2 separate regions of the Anas platyrhynchos genome follow, and region 2 is linked to region 1. The links are chromatin contacts, called in public Hi-C maps. All regions are on one chromosome and are shown on one strand. The core of a region is the stretch at or near the end of the contact, and the rest is flanking DNA. Distances in the headings are between cores, read along the strand shown.

Region 1 (7,724 bases), core at 2,218-4,717:
CTGGAGGAGCTGCCCATCCCATCTGACACCCGTCTGGCAGCCCCAGCAGTGAGTGAGCTCCTCTGCGAGCAGTCCTATAGCCCGATCCCATCCCGGGGAAGGATGTGGAAGATGGGCATTGAGATGATGTGAAGCTAAAAGATGCTGCGGGGCTCTGGGTGTCACAGCAATCCGGCAGCTCTGCTGGGGCTCCGGCTGTCATGGATCCAAACTTCCCCCGTGCTTTGCTCTTCCCAGCTGCAGTTCAGGCATTTATGGAAGGTCCCCGATGCTGGGTTTTGAAATCCTTTAAGGTAAGCTTTAAATAGCACTTTGTGTGCTTACGTGCATGTTTCTTGGCCTCTGCAGCCCAAACAGTAACCCAGTGTGTGCCCGGCAGCACACAGAGGTTATTACACCATGAAGCGAGAACAGCCTCTCCAGAAATTATTGTTTTTAATGTTTTTTTTTTTCATTTCTTCCAAGGAGAGGTCTGTTTAGCTTCAGGTTAGCATTGAATCCGGTCACCAAGGGGCTGCTCCTTCTGTGCCGGTGGTGGAGGAGCCAGTGCTGCAGCTTGGGAGCATCTCCGAGAATGTCCCTTGTGCAGTGGGAACATTTGCTTTGGAAATTAGGGCTGCTCTTCCCCCCTCTGCAGAGCCTGAACAGCAGAGATTGCAGGCAGTCCTCAGGAGGGCTCGCGTTAGGGCTTCAGACCTCTGCTCCTCGCTGCGTGCTGCGCTCCCCGCCCGCCTTCCTAGAAAGAAATGCAAACTCTCCAGTAACGCCGCGGCCTCGGAGCGCAGCCAAGGCACTCGCTCGCTCTCTGAGGGCTCAATCAGCGCGGAGAGCCTAGGTGTGCCGGGCTGCCTGCTTCCCACTTGACCTCTGTGTGCTGAAGTAGGTCACGTTTCTGCTCGGGCAGATCGCTGCAAAGGGCAGCGCGCTCGTAGCCAGCGTCTCGTGTGTCTCGCTCCTCGCTGCTCGGCGTCTGAAGTGGCAGCTCGAACGGGGAGACCGCAGAGGCTTTCGGTTTCCCCTCGCTGAGCGCGTTCCTGCTGCTGGTGGAAACATTCAGCCTGACTGTCCGGCACAGAGCGAAGCTGAAGGTGGTTGTTACGCCAGGCAACGTGACTTGCTGCTGCTTGGGGACAGCCAGGACCTGCAGCTGGACAGCTTGGGTCCAGCGGAGCGTCTGGGGGTGGCCACCAGACGCAGGGTCCTTTACCTGCTGTCCAGCCTCGCTTCTTGTACCCAGCACGCTGGCTGGGTAGGAGATACCTGCCCACCCGTCCCGTCACACTGAGCCACAGCTGGTGCCTGACGAGCCCTCGGGTGGTCTTTAACTTCCAGGTCATCCCACAACAGTGCCTGGAGGGCTGAATAAGGCACTGGGAAATCCATTCGAAATTCTGCCTTCCTGCTGGGGAGGAGGAGAAGGTCAGGTCTCCGGAGGATTTGCCTTCCTGGTTGCTGAGCTGATAGAAATTCGAGGGAAAATAATCCACCGGAGTGCTCAAGAGAAGGGCTCTGCCCAGCGACTCTTCCCCCAGGCCTTGCAGAGCCTCTGGGGTTGCCGAATCCCCTCCAGAGCGGTGCCTGGCAAAGGGCTTCCCAGAAATGGGTGGCCCTGATCCCGGTAGGGGGGTCCACATGCCATCGTGTGGCCGTGCCATCTTTGTCCCTGTCACCACAGCCAGCCCTGGTTCTCGAGGTGCCCGTGGCGGGCACGGGACTGCTGCCAGCAACTCCTTTGGTCACGCACAGGAGCCGAAGGGTTTCACTCCCTCGATTGCTGTCAGATGTCTCTGACTCTTCAGGCTGCCTCCAGAGGCTCCCTCCAATCTGCCTCCACTTAAAAATGCGATGGGAGGCTTGGGAGGCTCGGCGGAGGTTGGTGCCTCACTCCCTCGCGTTGCCGCTATTTTTATCCCTTGCTAGAGTTCATTTCCTTTCTGGTGCGTGGTTATTTTCTCTTTGAGGTTTTCTGTTGTTTGTTTATTTGTCCGTATCCTGCCCCCGCTCCCTCTCCGATCTGGGTGGCTCTTCCTTCGCTCCTGGTTTCTTTCCAACCGCTGGAGATGCAGCCCGGAGGCTTTTGGCAGCGCTGCGTGCAGTCATGAGATGGCCTTTGTGAACCGTTCTGTGGTTCAGGAGCTTGCCCAGGGCCACTTACCAGCACGTTTTGCTCTTTTTCTCCAGACCTGCAGCGGGCACTGGGATGCTCCAGTGCCTCGGTGTGAGCCACAAGGGTCCCAGCGCCTCCCCAGCCCCCCAAACCTGCTGCTTTCCGCTCCAGGAGAGGCTTTGCTTCTCCTCACCTTCAGCAGCTACTGGCTGAGCGAGCTGTTAGGTTTTCCGTGCCTGGCTTTGTTCTGTTTTCTCACCCAGGATTTTTTTTTCCAGTCCTTACTTCTCAGCCTTCACATCCTCTCCATCGAGGTCTCTCCTGGGTGCCAAATAGTTAAGCGCCGAGCCCGCGGCGAGGGAGGGGTCCCCGCTGGAGTGATTGATGGCGTTTTTATCTCTGTTTCTACAGCCAGTGTAAATGGGCTTGTGAAACACTCTTTCCACTCGAGACGCACGGTGGTGTTTCCTTAAATCTGGATCCCGCAGGACAAAGATCAAGCGCATCTGAAACAGGCTCTTTGGATCAGGAATGCTGCTATATGAGAGACGTGTTACGCAGGCTTGGGGCTGTTTTACATGCCGTTCCCTGCTAGTTTGGAGCAGAGACATGGAATCACTCGTCAGCTACGTCACGGCATGCCACTGGCGATGCCACCACTGGCGTGAGCGTTGGCAATGGGAAGTGGACGACTCCTGCCATGAATATTTAAACACCGCGCAAATCCTCTTTGTTTGCTCTTAAATGTTTATCCAGCTCCCCGGTGTAATTGGGCAGCCCATTATCCGCCCGTCTGCGTGGCGTGTGTGGGAATCTGATATTACAACCCCCCCCTGTATGAAGCTGTGATACGAGAGCAAAATAAATGTAGGAGTCAACGCAGGTTTTGTTTGGAGCGGCGGGCGCTGCCTCGCTAATTCGGCTGCGGTCAGAGCCCAAACGTGAGAAGTGCTCCGTGTGGTGTGTGGGAGGAGGAGGTTTTATTTAGCTGCACGCCGCTTTCCCCGCTGCCTGCTGGTGCTTACGTGCGAGCAGCCCATGTTGGGGCAGCCCTGGGAACCCCGCAAAAACTCATCCGCTTCCTGCACCTCGCCTCGTCCTCTCCTTTGAGCCATCCCGGGGGCCTTGGTGAGGGACCGAGGATGGGCTGAGCTTTGGGATGGATCACCAGGCATCAGTGCCCTCCCGGTCCCTACAGAGGCAGCCAGATGACCCTACAGAGGCGACCTGGCTGATCTGGAAAGCTGCAGCTGGGAGGAGAGGGCACCGTGCTCGGAGGGGGATGTGAGGAGTGCAAGCGTCTGGGAAGCCTCGGTGATGGGTGCGGGATAAGCGCTCGTGGCAGACAGATTAGTCATCGGTTCCTGATACGGGATAATCGCTGGCTTGTCTGCTCTTTATCTGCGAGGGGGAGCGGAGATAAGGACGGGCTTGGGGGAGGGAAGGAAAAGGCACGGAAAACTGAAACACGCTGCAGGCGGGGTGAGCGGTCCTCAGCGTGCCAGTGTGTGATGGCAGGGAGCACGACGGGGTTGTGTGCGGTGCTGGTTGCCTTCCTCCCAACACGGGGCCCTGGGTGAGAGCCCCTGCGCTCAGCCAGGGGCTGTGTTCTCCTTTCTGCTGCTTCAGATCCTGTCCTAATTACGTTGTTCTGTCAACTATAAATTATTTGCAGAGGGAGCAGCAGCATCCTCTCCCGTCAGCGTGGTGCGGGCAGTGCCCGGGGCTTGCTCCTGGGCAACAATTATTAGCGGAAATTAAAGGAATTTTGTAAAGGATGTTAAATACAAATAGCTGGATCTTATCAGGTCAGGAGGCATCCTCAGCCTTTGCCGGAGGAGCAAAACCCCTCGGGTTGTTGTCCTTCTGTTTATAAGCTAAGGAGAGAGAGTCGCCTTGCTGAGCAGACAGCCCGGAGCTGCCTTTCCATGAATCAGTTCCTGGTCAGTGCTGGGGCGTGCTTGGCACCCCACGTGGGAGCAGGGAGCGGTGGAAGAGGAGATGTCCATTCCCTGGCTGGAGCCCAGTCAAGTAGGGAAGACATTGTTAAGAATTAATTGGAAATACGGCTACAGCTTCCCCTGGCTGTCCATGCAGCCCTCTGCTCTTCCCACGCTGGCTCCCTTCCTCGCTCAGGAAGGAGACGGTGGGAGAAGATGGCTAAAGGTGAGCCGAGCATCTTCTAGCCACCGTGCTCCTACAGAGTCCCCACTGAGAAATCTGAGAAGGTTTTTTTAGGGATAAAATAGCTGTGTTTTTTATTTTATCTTGATTGTTGCAAACTGGCTCTGGTGCTACAAACCCCACTGACTCTTTTTCCTCCCTCTTTGTCCCCCAGGTGCTCCTGACCCCACTGCTGGAGCCAGCATCGATGACGAGAACTGCTGGCACCTGGACGAAGAGCAGGTCCGAGAGCAGGTGAAGCTGTTCCTATCTCAGGGAGGGTACTACGGCTCGGGGAAGCAGCTCAACTCCATGTTTGCCAAGGTGAGGAGGAGCTGGCTGCTCTCTTTTTCGCCGCGCTCCGCTCGACGTGTCACGTAGCCGGCGGCTCGCTGCCCGCCCTGGCACGGCGCCCGTCACAGCTGGGAATCTCTGCTCCAGTGCCTTCTCGCCTGGTCGCTGAGCTGACGGTTGTAATCCAGGCTTTGGGTCAGCCTTGGGTTGTCCCAGCCTCTCTCCAGGCAGGTCTCTGCCTCCCACGCAGTGGATCCTGCGGGAATTGGGGCTTTTCCCCCGTCTCCCCATTGGCTCTGCAGAGGGAAATCCAACCTGGCCACCTGCAGACCCTACCAAGACCATGGAGAGGTGGCACTAGTCTATGGGTTCTACTGTTTCTTTGCGTTAGGACTTTGTTTTTGGGTTCCTTATTGGTCCTCTTTGCTCAGTTGGACTCAAACCAGCCAGGTCGCAGCATCACAACGCGTAGTCTGGACACCCAGACTCTGAGGGAGGCAGGGGTTGGCATCTAGGTCTTAAACACATCTGGGGGACCATGGTTTGTCTCACAAAAACCTCCTCTCTGTCCTTCCCAGGTCCGGGAGATGCTGCGCATGAGGGACTCCAACGGGGCCAGGATGCTGACGCTGATCACGGAGCAGTTCATGGCCGACCCTCGGCTCTCCCTCTGGAGGCAGCAGGGAACGGGCATAACGGAGAAGTGCCGGCAGCTCTGGGACGAGCTTGGTAAGGGTCACCATGAGCAGCAGCGGGGTGGCCTGGGCTGCTGGGACATCAGACCTCGTCCCGTGGGCTTTTGGGGCTCTACCAGAGCTCACCCCGCATCCTCAGCCAGGCTGTGGGCAGAAACTGACAGGTGCCAGAACTTTGCTCTGTGCCCTGCTATGCCTCGGAGGGAGGAAGGGATGAGGCCTTTGTCTGGTCTGTCTGCCTGCTGCTCAGGTTTTTTGGGGACTGTATTTTGGGGGAATGAGGCTTCTGTCTGTCCAGCGCCTGTGTTTGGTGTGCTGCCCCAAAGCCTTGGTGAGGCCATCCTGGGGGCTGGATTAGCCCAGCTGTGGAAGTGCCATTCCTGCAGAAACCACAATCGCAAGGGAGAGAGGCAGCTGCTTAAGTCTTGTCCCATCTAACAAGTTTCTGCCGGCGCTGGTGCAGGTTTCCAGGGTGAGAGGTGAAGGATGGGCACTGCAGAGCCTGGCTTTAATAGAAATACAACTCTGGGTAATTCTAGGTAAGCACCTTAGGCACCAGCTCAGCTGGCTGACACCGTAATATCATTAGAATAAAGCATTTAGATGACGTGAGCCCAGCGGGGCTGGTTGTGTGGTAGAGTTTACCCAGCCCTCCTGGGCTCTCCTGGACATCTGGGATCATGGGTGAGTAGTTTGGCTTGTGCCATGGTTTCACCATGAGTCTGAGCTGTTCTGCAGCCTGGTAGCAGGAGATGCTGTGGAAAGGCAGGGGCTCGTGGCCTGCGGCCAAAGGGACGTTGTAGAGCTAGAAGAAGGATGAGGTTGGATGGTCCAAGATCTGGAGCGCCGTCTGTATGGGGAAGAGCTATGGGTGCACGGGCTTTGGTGTGGAGGAGAGACTTGGGGAAGGTGTAACACACTGGTAAAATCGGGAATGGCTCGTGAAGTTGCCAGGAGGTGAGCAGAGGGCGAACTAAAGGTGTTCCTACCAAACTGCACTGTGAACTCCCTGCCTTGGGACCCTCTGAGGCTGAAAGCGTGGAGGAGGATGAAAATCACTTAGAAAGAGGGGGAGAAATGGGCTGCTGAGCACAGGTGCCACTTCTCTCTCAAGAAGTCCTTGAATCACAGATTGTGGGAGGGTGGACGGCTTTCCCGGTGAAGTATCTCTCCACATTTGCCCTGCTCTTACAGCTTCCCTTAAGTGCCTGTCCCTGCCATGGGAGATGGGATACCAGGTAGCAGGATCTGTGGTCCGAGCCCCTGGAGCAGGTCTCGGGGCAGGAATTTGTGAAGTTGGCCAATTTAATTCCCCAAGCCATCAGCATCTGGAGCGGCAGCGCGGTGAATGGCTGGTTTCTGGACACCTCGAGGACCCCCTCCACGAAATCACACCGCCCTAAGTGGTCTTGTCTGCAAAATGCTCGATAACCAGCAGTCGGCTGCCAGGCTGCTTGCAAAACATCCTCGACACGGTCTGTCTGTGCAGTGGGCTGGGGGCAGAAGCCCCCCAGGGAGCTGTCTCAGGGCAGCATGGCAGGAACTTAGCCAGGAGCGCAGCCCAGGTGCCAAACGAATGCAGCCACAGCCGTGAGCACGGCCAGGTGGGACGGGATGCCTCGCTCCTGCCTGCGGTTCCCTGGATGGAAATAAGCACGCGGGCTCTGCGGAGCCGATCCCTGCTCGCCTGCCAAAAAGATATTTCCAGGATTTGGAAGGGTTTGATGTGCAAGAATCCCGGAGAGGTGGCCAAATCCACCACGCCAGAATTTCCACATGGAAGAAAGCAAACACATCTGCGAAATGTGGCTGGATGGGTGTCTAGGCAGGCCTGGAGAGCAGCAGTTTGCCCAGAGCTACAGATGATATGGTCTGCCTTCAAACCAGACAGCGAAGCCCAGAGCCCTCCCTCTCTTCCCAGCACACCCGAAGGGTAAATGGTCAGGTTTGGGTCCTGGCCTGACCTTGCAAGGACCGGGTCAGTGCACTTCTTTGTTTTGGTCAGCAAAGCAGGAGGAAGCAACAGCACGTCCCCATCAGCAGATGGCACGGTGGCCAGGGAACATCAGGGCCATGATGAGGCAGGGTTGGTGTGACAGCAGGTGAGACGTGGTGCTGGCCAGCACACGTCAGAGGGAGCAGCTCGCCCGGCATCACGCTTGGGGAGAAGTGGGCAGCTCTGTTTTGGGGGTGCCAAAGCTGCCCTGCACCAGCACTGCTGAGCGTTGCCAAATGGAGAGGGGCAGGAGGGGAAAGAGCCCCCCTGCCAGCTGCTGTAGCCAGCCCCGGACGTTATTTTGGGCAAGTGTTTAATAATTAATTGTCGATTTTAACAAAGACTGCATCACCGACTTGCGTGGGATTGGAAGAAGATCAGCCTTAAAGAAGATTGCGGATTTATACTGGGTAAAATGTAAAGGATTTTGCAGGATTTCGGAGTTAAAAAAAAAAAAAAAAAAAAAAAA
Region 2 (7,724 bases), core at 3,738-6,237, 77 kb before region 1:
GCAGGCGACGGGTGTCGTGGATGGGAACGTGATCCGTGTCCTCTGCCGCCTGCGCTGCATCGGCGCTGACCCCAGCAGCCCGGCTGTCATCGACCGCCTCTGGTAGGGGAGCCCGGAGGGATTTCGCGTGGTGGCTGAGGGCAGGATCCTTCGGGAGCTGAACCTGCAGCAGGGGGAGGCCAGGGGTGCAGGAGCTCTTGGGAAGCTCAGGGGGAAAGGACCTGCATGGCCTCTGCCTGCCCGGGAGCATCCTCCCCTCACGGGCAGGAGCTGCAATTCATGCTGTTTTTGGGGGCCCCCTGCCCCTCACTGCTGTTTCTCGCAGGGCCATGGCCAATGCCTTGGTGGACAGGAGCCGCCCGGGGGATTTTAACCAAGCCCTGATGGAGCTGGGGGCAACCGTGTGCACGCCCAAGGCGCCGCTGTGCGGGGAGTGCCCCGTGAAGCAGCACTGCCGAGCCAGGCTCAGGGTAGGTGTGGCACCAAAAACCGTCCCCTCCCAGCCTGCTGGGGCCTGTGGGCTGCCAGCTGTCCCCTCTCCTGTCCCCTCAGGTGGAGAAGGAGCTGGCCTTGGCCTCTCGGAAGTTATTGGGAAAACTCCCCCCGGTGCCTGATGTCGAGGACTGTGGTAAGCACCGGGGTTGATCCTGGTGGTGGTGGCTCCGGGCCTGGGCCCTGCTGTGACCTTTGTGTTGGTGCTTGCAGCTGTTGGGGACTGTCCCTTGTGCCCCCCAGCTGCGGAGCCGTGGGACAGCAGCCTGGGGGTGACCAACTTCCCCCGCAAAGCAGCAAAGAAGCAGCCACGGGTGGAGCAAACGGCCACGTGCGTGCTGGAGCGCAGGGGCCACCGTGGGGCCCTGGAGTACCTGATCGTGCAGAGACCCAGCTCGGGTACCCAGGCGGGTGGGAGAGGGGGAAAAAGCACCTGGGCAGAGCAGCCAGGGAGTGCTGGGGCTGTGAGAGGCTCAGCACCCCTGGGTGCACCTCCTGCTGGCTCATGTCCCTCGTGTCCCCTCTCCCCAGGGCTCCTGGCCGGGCTCTGGGAGTTCCCCAGCGTGCCGCTGGCTCCGGGTCTGCAGCAGGAGCAGCAGCGGGAGGTGCTGCAGGATCACCTCCAGGCGTGGACGGGGCAGCCTGTGGCAGCGGGCAGCTTGCGGTTCATGGGGGAGGTGAGTGTGGGGCGTGGGGCAAGCCCCACGTGCTCAGCGATGGGGGATGCAGCACGGGAGGGGGGATCCTGTCCCCTGCTGGCACCGCTCCCACACCCTGCCCGGCTCTTCTGCCCGTTTCAGTGTCTCCCCCTCCCCTTGCAGGTTGTCCACGTCTTCTCTCACATCCACCAGACCTATGTGGTGTACTCCCTGCCCCTGGACGGGGACGTGACCCTGGACCTTGCCTCCTCCCCGTCCCGCTGGGTCACAGAGGAGGAGTTCCGTGCCTCGGCGGTGTCCACGGCCATGAAGAAGGTGTTTGGGGAGAGCTGGGACTTCCCTGCCCTCCATCTCCTGGGGTCCTGAGAGCACCTGGGGTACCCCCTAACCCCTGCGGGACTTCCCAGCTCGTTGCCCTGGGTGCTGATCAGCCCTGGGCTCTCCTGGGCTCCTTTCAGGTGTTGAAGGTGTGCGAGCGGCAGCGCGGGGAGGAGAGCGGCCCCGCCAAGGTGGGTGTGCAGGAGCTGTCCTGTGGGCTGGGGGGGATTTGCCGGGCTGGCTTTGTCCCTGGGGGTTCCCTGGGGGGAGTTCTTGGGGTTTGGCTCAGCCCCAGCCCCTCTCCCGCAGGGCTCCAAGCGGAAGCGGGGTGCGAAGCCAGGGGCAGGGGGCAGCACCCGCCCCGGGACACAACTCTCCCTCCGCGCCTTCCTCCGGGCTCCCAACCCACCCTGATGCCCTCTGCAAGAGCCGGGACCACCGGGCACCCATACGGTGGTGAGTCTCATGTGGGGTATAGGGTGGCAGCGGGTCCCGCTGTGGCCCTGTAGCGGTCTCCTGTGCTTTTCCTTCCAGCCCCACAGCCACCAGCACGTCACCCACCCTGCCTTCACGGGGGGACCAGTGTGGTGCTGGATGTGACCCGGGGCTGGGCTCGCCTTCCCTGCTTGGCTGAAGCCCCCCTGGGCACCAGGAAGGACGCGACCCTGGCTGCCCGCGAGCCCTGGCACACATCTGCAACTTGGCCACCAGCCAGCGACTGGGGATGCTGCTGTACCCTCATGCCTCCCCTAGCCCTTTTGATGCTTGTTTTTACTGAATCTGAGCCGTGGGCTTTCTAATAAATCTCCAAAGGTGGTGTTTTTAAGTTTTTAAGTGATTTTTCTGCCTCCGCTGCAGCGTGGCTCTGCTACACCAAGTCTACTGGTGGTGTCTTGGCTATTGCACCCCTTCCCATGGGTGCCCCCAACCCCTCCGCTCCCAGTTAAGGCACCCAGAGTACCTCTCCTGGAAGGGCAGCTGTCAGCCCTCCTGCAGCAGGACACCCCATGGGGCCTGGGGGATGTGTTAGAGGGGCGGGTGGCCTCATCCTAAAGGACCAAAGGGCTGGGGACAGACTCCTTTGGGCAGTGGGAAGGGCCCTTTCATCCTCACCTGGCACTCAGCAAATCTTAAATAGGAGAAGAAAAAGTTATGATGATCTCTCAGGTTAACTCTTTAAAACTCTTTAATTTAGGTGAGAAAGAGGCAGTCACTTTCCCTATTTGGGGGCTGACGATGCTCTGGTTGGTACCTGGTGGTGAGCTGCAAGTGTCCGTAGCGCGCTCCTCATCCCCCCACGTGGGGTGGTTGTGCCAGCAGTGCCCTTGGCCGTGCTGCAGGCACAGGTCTCATTAGATTCACATGAAATTAAGGCAGAATACTATTAATGTAAGGCTGATAAATCAGTGGGAGCCCGAGGAGGGGGAGGAAACTCCATCCCAGGAGTGCTTAGAGTCCCACTGGACCTGGCCCCAAGCAACCTGCTGCTGCACTGGTGTTGGCTCGGGGTTGTGCTGGAGACATCCCTTGGTCCCTGCCATCCTGGGCTCTGCCAGGCGCCTGCTGGAAGCCCTACAGAGGGGTATGGCCCCTGGGCTGGGACGGAGAGAAGGGGAGCTGCTGCAGCACGGCTGCCTCTACTGCCGCTGGTCCATATAGACCTGCACAGCTTTCCACAGCGCCCGAATATTGCCCTCCCCGAAGCCAGGGGCTCCCCGCCGGTCGATGAGCTCCAGGAAGAAGGTTTCCTCGGAGAAGATGGGATGGGTGAAGATCTGCATCAAGTAATTTCGGGAAGGGCTCTCCGTGCCATCAGTGCACGGCCCCTTGTTCTCCCCAGGCACGGTGGTGTCCAGCAGGATGCCCAGCTCTGCCAGCGTGCGGGGGTCTTGCCCAGCCCCTCGGATCTCCTCCTCCTTGCCCAGCTGGCTGTAATAGGTGGCGGGGGGCACGAAGAACCGCACGCCAGCCTGCTGCAAGGCCCTGGTGGTGGAAACAATATCCGGCGTGCAGAGGCCGACGTGCTGGATCCCGGCCCCGCCGTGCTGCGCGAGGAAGGTGTCGACCTGGTTGGGGCTGTCCTTGGAGAGGGACTCGGCGAGGACGAGCTTGCAGCTGGGCCCCGAGGAGCCCTGGGCGCTCTGCAGGGCGAGCAGCAGCATGCCCACCCCCTGCCCGCCCAGCACGTAGCCCTCGGCCAGCCTCTCCTGCGGGCTCAGCAGGAAGCGCTGGAAGCCGAAGCAGCGCTGGTACCAGTCCAGAGCTGCCCGCGCGCCGCCCCGCGGGCAGACGTAGGTGATGTGGTCAAAATTGGTGATCTCCACCCCGTCCCCTGCCTCGTGGGGTGCTCCCCGCACGGGCTGGAAGCCGGGCAGGAAGGGTCCCTGGTAGCGGGATCGGTCCAGCAGGGTATGGCTGATGTTGCCCACCACGGACCTCACCACCCCGTAGGTGACGGAGCCGCCCTCGTCGCTCACTTCAGTGGGGGGCACGGGCACAGAGCACCCCCGGCCCCGCAGCCGCTCACAGAGCCCCGGCACGTCCTCTACCTCGAAGCAGACGTTGGAGGCTGTCCCCAAAGCAGGCTGGGGGTCCACATCGTAGAGGAAATCATGGGAGGGGGCCCTGGATGGGGCCAGGCGCTGGTTGAGGAGGAAGACGGCGGCTCCCCGGCGCAGGGCCAGCTGCCTCACCTGCGGTGTCTCCCGCACGGCCACGGGGTGGAAGCGAAAGGAGGCGGCCAGGTCCTGGGCCCAGCGCTGCCTGTAGGGCACGTGGAGGGAGATGAAGCAGGGGCGGCTCAGTGAGGCCGCCATGGCCTGGGCACGCTGTGGGAGGATGGTGGGGGTTAGTGGGGGCTCGCCAGCCATGCACGGAGCCCAAGTGCACTTGTGTGTGTCCCTCTGTGGCTGTGTGCCCCTTGGGGGTGTCATAGGGAGGTTGTGGGGTCTGGGGGGGGCATCCTGTACCCGCAGCTGGAAGTGCAATGGGTGGACTGGGGGCCGTGGGATGGGGATGGGGCAGTGACCTTGCCCTAAAGTCACGGCGGGTGGCAGGTATGGGGCGCTGCAGAGAGCAGCCTCCTGCCCCCATACTGTGACACTGGGGGGGGTTAGGGGACGAGAGATGTGACCCCACAGCGGCACGCAGCAGGACTGTGTCCCCCCAAAAAAGAAACCTCGGGTGCGGTGTGGTGGGGAGACCCACGTGCCACCCCAAAAAAATAAAAGGGTTTTACCCAGGGATCCCCCGCCCCGCTTCCCCACTGGGGCTGACACGGGGAGCCCCCAACCCCAGGCTGAACCCCCCATAACCGCCCCAAAACCCCCCCAAAATCCCCCCAGGGGCCATCCCCGTCTCTCCCCGCACGCCGCCGGCTCACCGGGCTCCGGGCGAAGGGGACGCCGGGCTGGAGGCCGGGCCCGCCCCGGGGCGGTGCGGGGAGCCGGGCCCTCCTCCCCCATAAGGACGGGGCGGCCCCGGGGGGGGGCTGTCCCCACTCTTCTGCCCCTCTGCCCTGCCCCATCCCTCGGTATCAGGTCGCTGCTGACAGCCCCGACCCTCCCCAGTGCCCCCATTTTGGACCCCCCCCTCCCCGCCCTGTCCTGTCCCATTCGCCGTGTCCCCGGCTGTGTTTATGGCCGCTGCCCTTCCCCGGCTTATCGTGTTTTTGTACAGATCCCCCGGGACGATAAAGCTGCTCAAATATTTGCGGAGATGTCAGCGTGGGGCTGAGGCGGCGAGAAATTGCCCTGTGGGGTTTTTTAGGGGGGGGACGCTCCGGCTCCATGCACCCCTGGGCAGGAGGTGCTTGGGGCTGGTATTTGGGGGAACCCTGGTGGCCCTACACAGCTCGATGGTCAATATGCGACCCGAAAGTGGCCGTGGCCCAACAGGGTGGCCCCCAAAGCAAGGCGAAGAGCCCCAGCATCCCAGGATTCAGGGCAGGCTTTTTGGGGTCCCTGTGGTGCCAGCAGGGTGAGCGGTGCCCTTGGCAGTGCCACCCAGCCCGTGGCAGTGGTTTTGGGGCCATGTGCCTGGCTTTTTGCTGCGGCACCCGCTGTGTGAGCTGAGCACCAGGCACGGCTTTGCCCTGGCATGGCTGGGGCTCAGCTGCGGCAGTGAGGCCTGGTGGGGACAGAGGGGGCCTTGTTGCCGTCCCCAGGAGGGCGGCGGGGGCCGGGGAGCATCCCCCCTGCTGCAGCCGGGCGCTTCTCCTCCCTCCTGGGCGGGGAGAGTGGTCAGGAGATAAAAGGGAGGCAGGGGCCAGCTTGGCACTGCCGAGAGCTGGGAGCTGAGGTCCGGCCAAAGGACAGCAGCGAGGACAAGTGCGGTATTGAGGGCTCGTTCTTGGGTGGGGGAGAGGGCTGGGGATTAGGGACATCACTCCCATCAGGACCCCATGTCCCCCCCACCCCTTCCCCAGGCTGTCCCCACAGCCCCACGTCCTCCCCCTGCCCATAAGATGTGCGGGACCGTGGTGGGATGGGGCACACCGTGGTGAGGGCAGGGTTGGGGGGCTGTGGGAGGAAGGGTGAGTAGGGCAGATACTGGGGGACAGGGGGGTTAAGGGGTCTGTGTAACCCCCCCAGCCCTTGCTGGGGCGCCAAGAACCTTCAAGGTGGCCTGAAGGTTAAACTGCCCCCGTCCCTGCAGCTGGGGTGTGGGGGCTGCCTGGCTCCCCAAACCAGCCCCGGGCTCAACTTTTGGGGTCATCGAGGCAGAGGAGGTCTCTGGGGGAAGCAGGGCAGTCCCCACGGGCAAGCACAGCCCCGGCGTGGGGGCACTGACACCCTGTGTCCCCCCCCAGCTCCCCGCCGGCATCGGCATGGGGCTGCTGGTGCTGGCCCTGGCCTCCTGGCTGGGGCTGGCCTTGGCCTCCGAGGGGGCGACCAACGGCAGCCGGCTGTGCCAGGAGGCCCCGGCATGGCAGATCAACGGTTCCAGCCCCATGGCGGAGGCGGCGGGGCAGGTGACAGTGGTGGCTTTGCTCAAGGCCAGCTGACACTTCTGCCTGCGGCAGGCCCACAGGTGAGGGCTGCCCCCCCCCCCCCCCGCCAGCCCCGCCATTTCGGGTGGTGGCGGTGGCGTGGTGGCGGTGGTGGCTTCCCCTCAGCTCCTCCTTCCCCGCAGCCTCGGGGGCCTGCGGCAGAGGCTGTCGCGGCAGGGCATGGCCGACGTCCGCTACATGATCGTCAACGAGCAGGCGCCGCTCTCCCGCGCCATGTTCGGGGAGCTGCAGCGCCAGGCCCCCCCGGGTGTCCCCGTCTTCCAGCAGCAGCCGCAGGAGCCCGATGTCTGGCAGCTGCTGGGGGGGGACAAGGACGACTTCCTCGTCTACGACCGGTGAGGGCTTCCCCGCGGGAAGGAGCCCCTTGTAGGGTTGGGGTCACCATCCCTGCCCATCCCTGGGTCTCCCTCCTGTGCAGCCCCCACAGCTTGTCCCCTGCTCTGCCCCGCAGCTGTGGCCGCCTGGCTTTCCACATCCAGCTGCCCTACAGCTTCCTGCACTTCCCCTACGTCGAGTCGGCCATCCGCTTCACACACAGCAAGGACTTCTGCGGCAACTGCTCCCTCTACCCCAACAGCACCCACGAGGTATGGTGCCGTGGGGCTTCATCGCCAGCTGGGAAGAGGGGCTGCTGTGGGGGGCAGGGGGCTGGAAGCTGGAGGGGTGCAGAAGGGATCTGCGTGAGGAGGAGGGGGCTCGTGGGGTTGTGGTGGTCTGCATCAGCTGGCCTGGAAGAGCTAACTCGGGCTATTGGCCTGAAAAAAGAAAGGGGCAGGCAATGGACGCAGCAGAGCAAAGCACATGGATTTGGGCTCAGCAGGTGATCAGTCTCTTCCTAAAGGAAAAATTCACACAGAAACATTGAATGTAAAGCAAGTTTCTTGCTCAGGAACTCCCTTGAGCACAGCCAGCTTGAACCAAGGGATGTGTGTAAAGAGGTTTGTTCCCCTTGGGCTCCAGTCTCTCCTGCCTGCCCTGGCTAGAGAGCCATGCCCGTTTCTGCGGAGTGGATGCTATTCTGCTTTCACACCCTCTCCCAGGTGTGCTTGCAGACTCGCTGTGGGGCTGTGCGCTCATTCCCATAGCACATCAGCCCTTGTGTTTACTTTCCCCAGGCTAACAGCACCATGGAGGTCCCGGTAACCCCGAGCCCGCTTCCTGACCAGGAGGAGAAGGAGTCAGAGGCCCCCATCCACCACCAGCACAAACCCCTCCACCCTCACCACCATGCGGGCAGCAATGAG

What was found. A called contact is a pair of places that touch in the nucleus more often than the background predicts.
Region 2: a Hi-C map of liver shows a contact between it and region 1, with 3 times the contacts expected there. The contact joins the promoter of HPDL here to the enhancer-like site in region 1. A contact is called at or near these places in 2 of 8 Hi-C or Micro-C datasets (liver and small yellow follicle).

The regions. Positions count from the first base shown.
Region 1 is chr8:29,645,389-29,653,112 of IASCAAS_PekinDuck_T2T, reverse strand. It overlaps ZSWIM5 (zinc finger SWIM-type containing 5), which reads left to right. Exons shown (of 14, transcript XM_027463501.3): 3 at 4,446-4,594; 4 at 5,143-5,293. Among named protein-coding and RNA genes, the nearest start is that of UROD, 24 kb to the right of the region's middle. Within about 2 kb of position 3,467, at least 4 of the 8 cell types and tissues checked have an H3K27ac peak or open chromatin away from gene starts, as enhancers often do.
Region 2 is chr8:29,724,156-29,731,879 of IASCAAS_PekinDuck_T2T, reverse strand. HPDL (4-hydroxyphenylpyruvate dioxygenase like) reads right to left here and starts at 4,987. Exons shown (of 2, transcript XM_038182729.2): 1 at 4,852-4,987; 2 at 2,638-4,297. The coding sequence starts at 4,285. The coding sequence ends at 3,107. It overlaps LOC101803314 (selenoprotein Pb), which reads left to right and starts at 5,653. Exons shown (of 5, transcript XM_027463504.3): 1 at 5,653-5,802; 2 at 6,280-6,500; 3 at 6,603-6,815; 4 at 6,932-7,067; 5 at 7,596-7,724. The coding sequence starts at 6,298. It overlaps MUTYH (mutY DNA glycosylase), which reads left to right. Exons shown (of 14, transcript XM_072041730.1): 8 at 5-102; 9 at 326-470; 10 at 553-628; 11 at 1,024-1,169; 12 at 1,314-1,466; 13 at 1,610-1,660; 14 at 1,779-2,295. The coding sequence ends at 1,883.